2 separate regions of the Mus musculus genome follow, and region 2 is linked to region 1. A link is a contact called in public HiCAR-type data. All regions are on one chromosome and are shown on one strand. The core of a region is the stretch at or near the end of the contact, and the rest is flanking DNA. Distances in the headings are between cores, read along the strand shown.

The links. HiCAR-type assays count read pairs that join an accessible place to other places.
Region 2: a contact with region 1 is called in a HiCAR-type map of astrocytes, with 3 times the contacts expected there. The contact joins the promoter of Mea1 here to the promoter of Mrps10 in region 1. A contact is called at or near these places in 1 of 39 promoter capture datasets (liver), 1 of 484 Hi-C or Micro-C datasets (Sertoli cells), 2 of 115 datasets of contacts at active chromatin or transcription factors (astrocytes and bone marrow-derived macrophages) and 1 of 9 other capture datasets (adipose tissue).

What each region holds. Positions count from the first base shown.
Region 1 is chr17:47,367,557-47,372,467 of GRCm38.p6, reverse strand. Mrps10 (mitochondrial ribosomal protein S10) reads right to left here and starts at 3,581. Exons shown (of 7, transcript NM_001146212.1): 1 at 3,514-3,581; 2 at 1-41. The coding sequence starts at 3,561.
Region 2 is chr17:46,678,651-46,683,432 of GRCm38.p6, reverse strand. Mea1 (male enhanced antigen 1) reads right to left here and starts at 2,312. Exons shown (of 4, transcript NM_010787.2): 1 at 2,228-2,312; 2 at 1,536-1,816; 3 at 1,322-1,424; 4 at 307-714. The coding sequence starts at 1,805. The coding sequence ends at 563. Klhdc3 (kelch domain containing 3) reads left to right here and starts at 2,503. Exons shown (of 12, transcript NM_027910.3): 1 at 2,503-2,731; 2 at 4,239-4,391. It overlaps Ppp2r5d (protein phosphatase 2, regulatory subunit B', delta), which reads left to right. Exons shown (of 15, transcript NM_009358.3): 15 at 1-442.

The DNA.
Region 1 (4,911 bases), core at 2,332-4,831:
GTCCTGCTCTTAGAACCATTTATAGAGGAATTCCCCAATTCCTAAGAAGGATGGAGGGGACAGGTGTCAGAAGCAAAGTCAGTTCCCAGACCACAGGTCAGAAGTACGTGGTGCCCAGAAGGAGGTTCTCAATCCCTCACAGGAAAACACTGGGCGTCAAAAACAAAGTGCTGGGCGGTGGTGGCACATATCACCTTAATCCCAGCACTCAGGAGGCAGAGGCAGCGAATCTCTGAGTTCGAGGCCAGCCTGGTCTATATAGTGAGTTCCAGGACAGCCAGGACTACACAGGAAAACCCTGTCTTGAAAAACCACAAAGAAAATGAACGAACGAACAAATAAACAAACACCAAGTGTTTACTGCTCTAGGAGCCTGGGTCAGTTCTCAACACCCATGCCAACTGTAACTCTAGTTCCAGATTGTCTGGTACCCTCTGTCCTCCATGGGTGCCCACATGCATGTGGTACACAGGACACTCATGTAGATACACACAAAGACACATAAATTAAAAACAAAACCAGAAACAACTTAGCTAGGCACACTGGCACATGCCTTTGATCTGAGCACTTTGGAGGCGGAGTAGGAAGAGCGACAAGTTCAAAGACAGCCAGATGTACAGAGGATTTGTTTGTTCCAGAAACAAAACAGAGAACAAAAGTCTTTTAAAATTACATGTGTACATGAGTTACTCTTTGCTTGGCATAAGCACCTTGTAAATTACCTAAAATACAGCACACACCACGTCCATACCCATCATTAACTACCACACCACAAGCTGCTCTAACACAGCACAGCACAAACCCTTTAAGTGAGCGCCCCCTAGTGGAAAGGAGGCAAATGGTACTGTTCAGATCTCATGGTTTCTTAGCCACCCAGTAATACTTTAAACGGATTGAAAAGTGTGACCTTGAAAGCAGCCAATTAAAATCTTTAAAAATACAACACAGGCGGAAATAACAGGGAGACACAAGTAAAGGAATTCAAACAACTAGTGGGTGCATTTAAAACAGCCTGTGCTTGCTGTAGTGGCGAATGACTGCCTTTAACCCCAGCATTGTGAGGCAGGAGGACCTGTGACCCTGGGGCCAGCTTGCTCTACCCAGCAAGTTCCAGGACAGCCAGGATTCCAATAGAGAACTTGTCTCCAAAGTAAAACCCCAACCAGTCTTGCTTCTACTTCCTTGCTCTTATGCTGTGGGACAGTCTTCAGCCTTCCTTGGCTTACAAACAAGGACACCAGGCTCAGTGCAGAGTATGCGTGGTCACCCACACACTCAGACAGTAAGCTCTCCTACACAGTAACTCGGATGCTAAGAAGCATGGCGCTTCCCAGTCACATTCTTCCTCTGAAATAGCTTTGACTCCTGGGGTGGGGGTTGCATGAGGCACGACCTGGCCTCCAACTGGAGAGATGGGCAAGCCTTGAGCGTCCGCTATGTCTGACTTCACCTCCCAAGTGCTGGCTGCGAACCATCGTGTGCAGCTTTGTTTTTTAAGGCCTTGGACATGCACAGATCTGGCTGGATAAAATTTTTCTCACAAGTGCAAACAACTCTGTCTCTAGCATTCTAATTTTTAAAAAAGTCTACATCTGTGAGTGTTTCTACATGCATGTACCTGCATGTACGAGAGTGTGGAGGCTAGAAGCTGTTGGGTGTCATTAAGGAAGGATCTCATTGGCCCCAAGTCTCAACTTTTCTTGGCTAGTCTGGAAGGCCAAAAGCTTCAGCGGACCCATGAGCCCCTGGAGCCTCCCCTTGACAGCCTGGTGCTGGCACCCGAACCCCAGACTTGTGCAAGTGCTCTTAACTACTGCAGCCCTAGCCCCTCAATTTTTTTTTTCTTTTTTTGTTTTGTTTTTCGAGAAAGGGTTTCTCTGTATAGCCCTGGCTATCCTGGAACTCACTTTGTAGACCAGGCTGGCCTCGAGCTCAGAAATCCACCTGCCTCTGCCTCTCAAGTGCTGAGATTAAAGGTGTACACCACCACCACGCCCGGCTTGATATTTTTCCTAAGGTAAGTGATTATACAAGTGTGGGCCAGGGCTGCCCATGAATTCTTAAGATACTCTCGGGAGGCCTGAAACCAAAACTCACCATGACATTACTCAAGACTTTTCTGCTCTCATTCTCCATTTGGTGTTCAGTGGAGTCTTCCAGAGCTGCGTGGGTTGTACCATCTAGTAAAAGATGGTATGCGAAAACTAACGAGAGAAAAGCTGCCTTTGCTGGAAGGCTGCGTCCCAGGCTTACTCTTCTTCAAATTTGCTTCTGCTTTGGAAAGCAGGCTTTCTAAAGTGTTAACTAACCTGGGACGATATCGAGGCTGGAGTGATGGCTCGGCAACCCTAGCAGACCACTCGAGTCCCACAGAAGGCTACAAATGGGCTTCAGTGGCAGAACCCTTGTCTGGTGTAAGCAAGGCCCTGGGTTCAATCTCTAGTATGAAAAACAAACTTTTTGGAATCTTTGATCCTTTTTTTTTTCGAGACAGGGTTTCTCTGTGTAGCCCCGGCTGTCCTGGAACTCACTTTGTAGACCAGGCTGGCCTTGAACTCAGAAATCCGCCTGCCTCTGCCTCCCGAGTGCTGGGATTAAAGGCGTGCGCCTCTTGCTTTGGCCTCTCAAGGGCTGGTATTACAGGTGTGGGCCACCACCTCTGGGTTACATGCTGCTGTGGGGCCGACAGGGCCAGCTTTAGGCATTAGGCCCTTGAGCAACCGAGCCACAGTGTCAGCTCTTCCTTTTTTAAAGAATTCGTTTATTTTGGGACAGGGCCTCAATATGCAAGCCAGGTTTTACAAGTAATGCTATTTCAGGGTCAGCCATCTGACCCAGTTCTGAGCATTATTTTCAAAACTACTAAATGACCATTGAGAAGAGTCACAAAAGTTTCAAGACCAAAGTTCTTGAGAACAGCCTGGTTTTTTTGTTTTTAATTTAAATTATTTTTGTGATAGGATCTCAATACATAACCTGGCTGTCTTCGAACCCAGAAGTTCGTCCGCCTGCCTCCTTTCCCCAGTGCTGTGATTCATGCCATGCGAACTCCAGGCAAGTTTTCCTTTTTCAAAGACCCTCTCGAGGGAGATCTGACCCATTCCCCTGACCTGGGAGCTCTCGGGTCACCTCCTCAGCCGTGGAGGCGAGCAGGGCGTCCCAGTGGGGCTGCACCGGGGCTTTATGTGACCCAGCGTTTGCTGGCTCGGTTCCTAAGAATCCGAGACCAGCGTTGTCTTCTCTGAGCTCACGGTTTCCATGGCCCTCTCTACCGTGGAGGGAGGGCTCTGAACGCGTTTTCCTCATCCTTCCTGCTCTGACGTCTTACGGTTCTCGCTCCCGTCTTGCCAATTTATGTAGGGTCCCTCGAGAGAAAAACCTGCCCTTTTCTTGTCACTTTCTAATAACTTCCTCCAACGGAGGATGACTCCGTACGGGTCGGGCAGAGGGTGGCAGCGAGACTCGACGATGACGGCGCCGTCGGCAGCCGGGACCCCACGCCCACCCCTTTACCTGCTGCAGGCGCCGGCACAGAGCCACACACGCTGCGCGCGCCGCCATCTTGGTGCCCTGATCGCCCAGGACCGCTTCCGGGGTCACAGCATTGTTCGCGAACCATAGAGTTCGAAAAGGAAAGAGTGTCTCCTGTGTTCCGACACTGAAACAACCATAGAGACGGTGCTCCTTGAATTTTTTTAAAATTATATTTTAAATTTTCTATTTTCTTATTTATTTACTTATTTATTATTCACTCATTCATTTAAGGTTTTGAGTGGATGCGTCGCTTCCGCCGTCTGGATAAACTCCCAGGTTCTATCTATACGCTGTCTATCCTAAGATCCTATTTGTCTTGGGTGGTTCTGTTTGCTTAGAGACAAACACAACAGAAATACTTGGGAAGGAAGTTGCTGCTGCTACTGAGTCCAAATTCTAACATTTTACCTTATTGCAAAAGGCGTTTCATTCTTAAACTTTGTTCACACCATCGGAATGCCAGGCTTGTTAATGGATTTTTCTAAATTGTGTTTTTCAAAATGCCTTCCCATGCAATTTAGCATAATGGAAGCTCCACACTTAGGCGCTCTGGTTTCTATTTAGGTGGGTGACTTGATCAAATTTCTTCCGTACTTTGAACCCCCTTTTTTTTTTTTTTTTTCTTTCACTTGCCAAGTAGAGATGAGAACAAATCATACTTGCAGTAGAGGATTAAATGAGATTAAAATGCTACATGATAAATGTCATCCTGAATTTGTGACATCTCTTCTACATCCTGGGCCTTAAGAGGTTGTTGGGAAAATGAATAAGGGTCAACTTAATGCGAATGAAACAAAGTATATGTCTTAGTAAGGGTTTCTATTGCTGCTACAAAACAACATGATCAAAAAGCAAGCTGGGGAGGAAAGGGTTTATTTGGCTTGCACTTCCAGATCACAGTCCATCACTGGAGGAAGTCAGGACAGGAACTCAAGCAGAGCTGGAATCTGGAGGCAGGAGCTGATGCAGAGGCCATGGAGGGGTCCTGCTTACTGGCTTGCTTCCCATGGCTTGCTCAATCTGCCTTCTAATAGAACCCAGAACTACCAACCCAGGAATGGCAGCACCCACAGTAGGCTGGGCCCTCCCCCACAGATCAGCAGTTGTGAAAATGCCTTACAGTTGGATCGTATGGAGATATGTCTTCAACTGAGGCTCCTTCCTCTCCAGTGACTCCAGCTTGGGTCAAGTTGACACACAAAACTAGCCAATACTATATCTCCATAAACCATCATGCCAATGTAAAGCTGGGTCTCCCACAAGCAGGCATTAATTCTTATTTGGCAGGCCAGAGAACTAAGCAAAGGGTAGAATGTCCAGATGGCACAACTGATGAGAGATTTATGAATATGGACCACTTTCCTGCCCCTCAGGCGG
Region 2 (4,782 bases), core at 1,063-3,562, 690 kb after region 1:
AACAAGTTACGGACACTAGATGACTAGTGGGCCCGGTGGGGAGAAAGAACCATCTGCCTTGCCCTCTCTGGCAAGCAGCAGTCCTGGGATCACACATTTGCAAGGGACCACCCTGTGGCTGACTGCTTTCCCTTGTGCTCTTGGTTCCCAGAGCTATAAAGAAGGAGGCAGGAGCAGTGCTCCAAGCATGGCTCCCTGCTGTGCCTGTTTATTTCCTGGTTTCTGCTGACGCTGGGCTGGGCGGGTCCTCACCTGTACCCTCTAGGCGCTCAGAAACAAAAGCCTGGGGAGGGCTGGACCAGGATTCAGGAGCACAGGCGGTGTGGCTTCTGGCTGTGTACACAGGGTGCTTTATTCTCCACAGAGTGATACATGCTAAGGTGGGCTGGGCTTGGGCCGATGTCCCCATATGTACAGAACTGAATAAAGTGGGTCTCTGAGAGGTCTGAGTCGCCTTGGTGTGAAAGGGACATGGGAAGGAGGAGGCTGTTAAGACCAGAGTTGTTAGTCCTGTGCTGGTCCTGACTTGGAATGTAGGGAGGTAAGGCAGCTCGCTCTCTGGTCACTTCCAGGCAGGGGATGCCTGCCGGGCTTGGAGGGCTTTCTGTACCACATCTTCCCACTGAGCGTCCGAGATCTCCCGAGCCCAGGCAGGAACCCCTGGTGCAGGCAGGCTTACTCCAGCCATCGTCCTTTTCACCAGCTCTACATGTTCTGAAAGCACAGCCAGACTGGTTAGGGAATAAAGAACGGGACCAGCAGCCGGGCGTGGTGGCGCACGCCTTTAATCCCAGCACTCGGGAGGCAGAGGCAGGCGGATTTCTGAGTTCGAGGCCAGCCTGGTCTACAAAGTGAGCTCCAGGACAGCCAGGGCTATACAGAGAAACCCTGTCTCGAAAACCCAAAAAAAAAAAAAAAAAAAAAAAAAAGAACGGGACCAGCTCCTCTCTCCCTAGTGCCTCAGTCAGCCCAAGACCCCCAACACATCATCACGCCCTCATTATTGCCAGGTCTGCCCATTCCCAAGTCTAGTGAGACAGCATTTCACTTAGATTCTGAAGTCCACAAAATCTCAGGTAACGAAATTTTTAGGAATAAAGTGATCTTGTTTGGGGGTGAGGGGGAGAATGGGGGGCATTGTATTCGGTTTTTCTCTGTGCAGCCCTGACTCTCCTGGAATTTGCTCTGTAGACCAGGAGACCACCAGCCTGCCTCTGCCTCATGAGCGCTGGGATTAAAGGTGTGCACCACCATGCCCAGTTCTTACTAGTTTTTGGTAATTATTTCTAAATGAAGGAATGAGCTTTGGTTGTTTTTGTACCTGGGTCCATGGGGATAGAGCTGTGGCTGCTCAATGCGGCGGCTCCCTCCTCATCTTCATCCTCACTCTCCAATGGAGGGTCTGGCAGATGAAGCCCCAGGGCCTGCAGAACCAGAGAAGATAATTTGTTAGGCGCCCCTCCCCCTGCCATTATGATAAACAGCTGTTGGTACATTCCATCTCATCTGCTTAGTAACAGCATCCTCCACCATACCTGGATCCGATCTTGGATGTCAGCAGCTCCATCTTCTCCTTCACCCACTGGTGCCAATTCCACCTCTTCTTGTTCAGGGTCTTGATTGAGGGGCTGGTACGAGTAGCCTGCTGGGCCTGCTCCTGTTTCCTCCTGCTCTTCCTCGGGTTCTTCACTGCTCCAATCCCCAGTTCCTTCTGTAGGACCCTGATGTGGCCCTAAGTCCTCAGTCTGATTGGGGAAGATACGCTCAGGGCCCATGGTGTCTCCCCCTAGAACTACTGCTGCCATCCGGGCAGGGGCTGCAGGGACAGAAAGGCGGGATAGGGATGGGATGAAACCAGGTCTCCTTTCACGTTCAGCCACCCACTTCCCTCTCGCATGGAACTTGCATCTTCCTCCCGTCTCTCCTGCCTCCCTGTCTCAAGTTTGGGTTCTCATATTGAGCTGGAGCACACACGTCTTTAACTCGCCCGATTCCTAAATGAACCGACCACCGGAGGGTTTCACCTCTTCCTAAAAGCCTCTTCCCAGAACCTCGCCCCTCTCACCACGCCCCTCCTCTGGAGGTAACTGCTGGTCGCCAGGCTACCCACCATAGCGCGTCCCCGCCCCTCATTCCCTCTATTCCGGGGGAGTGTAGTACCGCCTGGCAAAAACCCCTTCAGGCCCAGGGTCTCCCCTTCAATGGCCCCAGCTACAGAGTCCCCTACCCGCCCCACTGATTCTCGGCGTTGGTATTTCCTCGCGCCTCACCCTCTCAGAGCCCACAGCCGGACCCGCACCTTCACTTCCGGCGGGGCAGGACATGCTGGGGCTCTTAGTCCTCCAGCCCCGCCCCGTGCCCGAGACTGACGCAAGCGAGGACAAGTCCGCCTCTTGCCCCGCCTCCGCCATCCCCTGCCCGGACCACAAAGAACTACATTACCCAGTGACCCTCAGGCGTGCGACGTGAACTGGTGTTCTGCGCATGCGCACAAACCGGCCCCGCCCACCCGCTCCCCATCTTTCGGCCCTGGGGTAATTCGTGGACTACAAGTCCCTGAAGCTGTCGGGCCGGCAATTCTCACTGCACGTGCGCGTCCCGCTGCCCGCCGGAAGGACGAAGTCTGGCAGTGTTTATCTCGTTGGGGACCGAGGAATCGGTTGGCGGGCAACGGGTTCTAGGCTGCTGGCAGCGCGAGGACCCGCGGCCCCACCCCGGCCCGGCCTGGCAGGTAGCCTGGGATGGGTTGGGGGGATGAGGAAAATTGAAGGGACAGGCGACGCCCATTGCCTACGGCTGGGGCCGCGCGGGAGGGGCTGAGAAGGCTGAGCTGGGGGTGGGGAGGGAGCTAGGGGGATGCTGGGAAAGAGGAGTGTTAATGGTCCGCGAAAGGGTTAGGGGAAAATGGCCTGGAGACGGGTGGGAGAGACCTGGTGGCTGGAGGAAGCGCTGAGAGAAGTGGACGAGTGGGTTCCGAAGAGAATCAGGAAGCTGAGCATAATGGCAGGGGGAGGGGGCAGTGTGGCGTCGTGGGGGAGGGGCGGCTGAGAAAGGTGGACTACAACCGGAGACCAGTCTCATTCACAGAGCGGTATGGTTGGCAGGGGATAAGAATGGCTTGCTTCCCTTCGTGAACTTAGACGAGTTAGAGGGCTCTGGTGTGGACCTTGAAGTGGTGGGAGGAGGAACTGCAAGGCTCTCGGGAAATTAAGAAGGGAAGGGGCGCGAGCAGGGAGGGGAAGCCGACCTCAGGGGCTGGGATGTTGAAAATGGCCTATTGGTGGGAAATGCTGGAGACCCAGAGATAACGTATAACCTCCTGCCTCCGAGTTCTCCTTAGGAAGATGGAGTCTTCCTCCGTCTGCCACTGGGATTGTAGTCTTATCTTTGTGCATTTTCGTTTTATCTGGACTTACTTTCAAAGGAGAGTAAAAGATATGAAGGAGGTTGATAGGCTCTCCACCACCACGTTCTTTCCTTTCTTTCTCTATTTTTTGTTTGTTTTTTTTTTTTGAGACAGGTTCTTGTAGCTCTGGCTAATTTGGGACTTACTGTGTAGACCCAGGTGGCTGACCTTAATTACACAGACATCCCCCTGCCTCCATGCCCCAGCACGAGTGCCTTGGACTTGGATTCTTAAGCTTTCAGTCCTCTTTCTCTGATAAGCAAAAATTGAAGAGCCTGAGTAATGAAGGAACAGTTTAACTTTTGGCTGCTGCTGTTTCACATTGAGAGAGATGGCTACTTAAAGTATACAGTGAAAGGTTGTGGGGGCAGTTGATTCATGAAAGCTGCGTCTGTCCCCTTGAAGGGAACCTCCTTTGCTTGAGGTGCACCCACCCCACCCCCGAGGTTTTTCCTCCCTGCCAAGGATTTTTGAACAGGAAGTGAATGATCACCCAAACCCAGCAGATGTCTCCTGGCAAAGGCATCGCTAGTTGCAAAAAGATTTGCCTGAAAGAGCTCTCAGATATACCTGTTATCACTAGGCTGGCCGGCTGTCTTTACAAAGCCGTGGCCCCTCTCATCTTTGGGGCTTTCTCTTGTCCTGCCCAAAGGTATTTTTGCTTTCTTTCCTCTTTCCAATCTACACTCCTACCCCATCTCTCCTCTAGAGACCCAGACAGGGGCAGGGCTGCTGGAAGTGGCGTGTTCGCTAACAATAGTCCGGCTGAGAAAGTTGAGGGCGCTCCTCCCTGCCCCCGACTCTCAGTATACACATACCTTTCTGGTTTAAGTTTCTAGTCCTGGCAGCATACGAGCCACAGCTGTCAAAGGAACTCCTCGTGCCTGTAGACACCCTGGGTGACCCCAGGGACAACGGATCAGCTTGACAAGAACGCTCTGTGAGGGGCTAATCAACCATGGTTACATGGAGTTCCCTGTCCTAGGTAGGGACACTGTTCTCCTCTGAAAGCCTAAAGCTCCTTTTTACTTTAAAGCACCCATGCCAGCTCTCAGTGGACTGTCTGGGGCTGGCTGGGCTATTAATAGCTGTGAGTATTTTGAGATCCCTACCTTTAAGAGATGGAGGGAAATTCTTAGAGAGGTGGCAGTAAACAGAGCCAGAAGCAAGAACACACCCAGTATGGAAAAGGGCTGGGAGGCTGGGGGCTTGGAGCTTGTTCCAAGCCGGGGGCAGGGTGGAGTTGACAGATGCGGGGGGGGGGGGGGGGGGGCAGTCATGATCACCAGATTCTGAGCTGGCAGTCAGGTTAAGGTGGCCCCACCCTTCACTGTGGGAGAACACAGGGCCAGGGCAAGCTCCTTGACCTCTGCGGC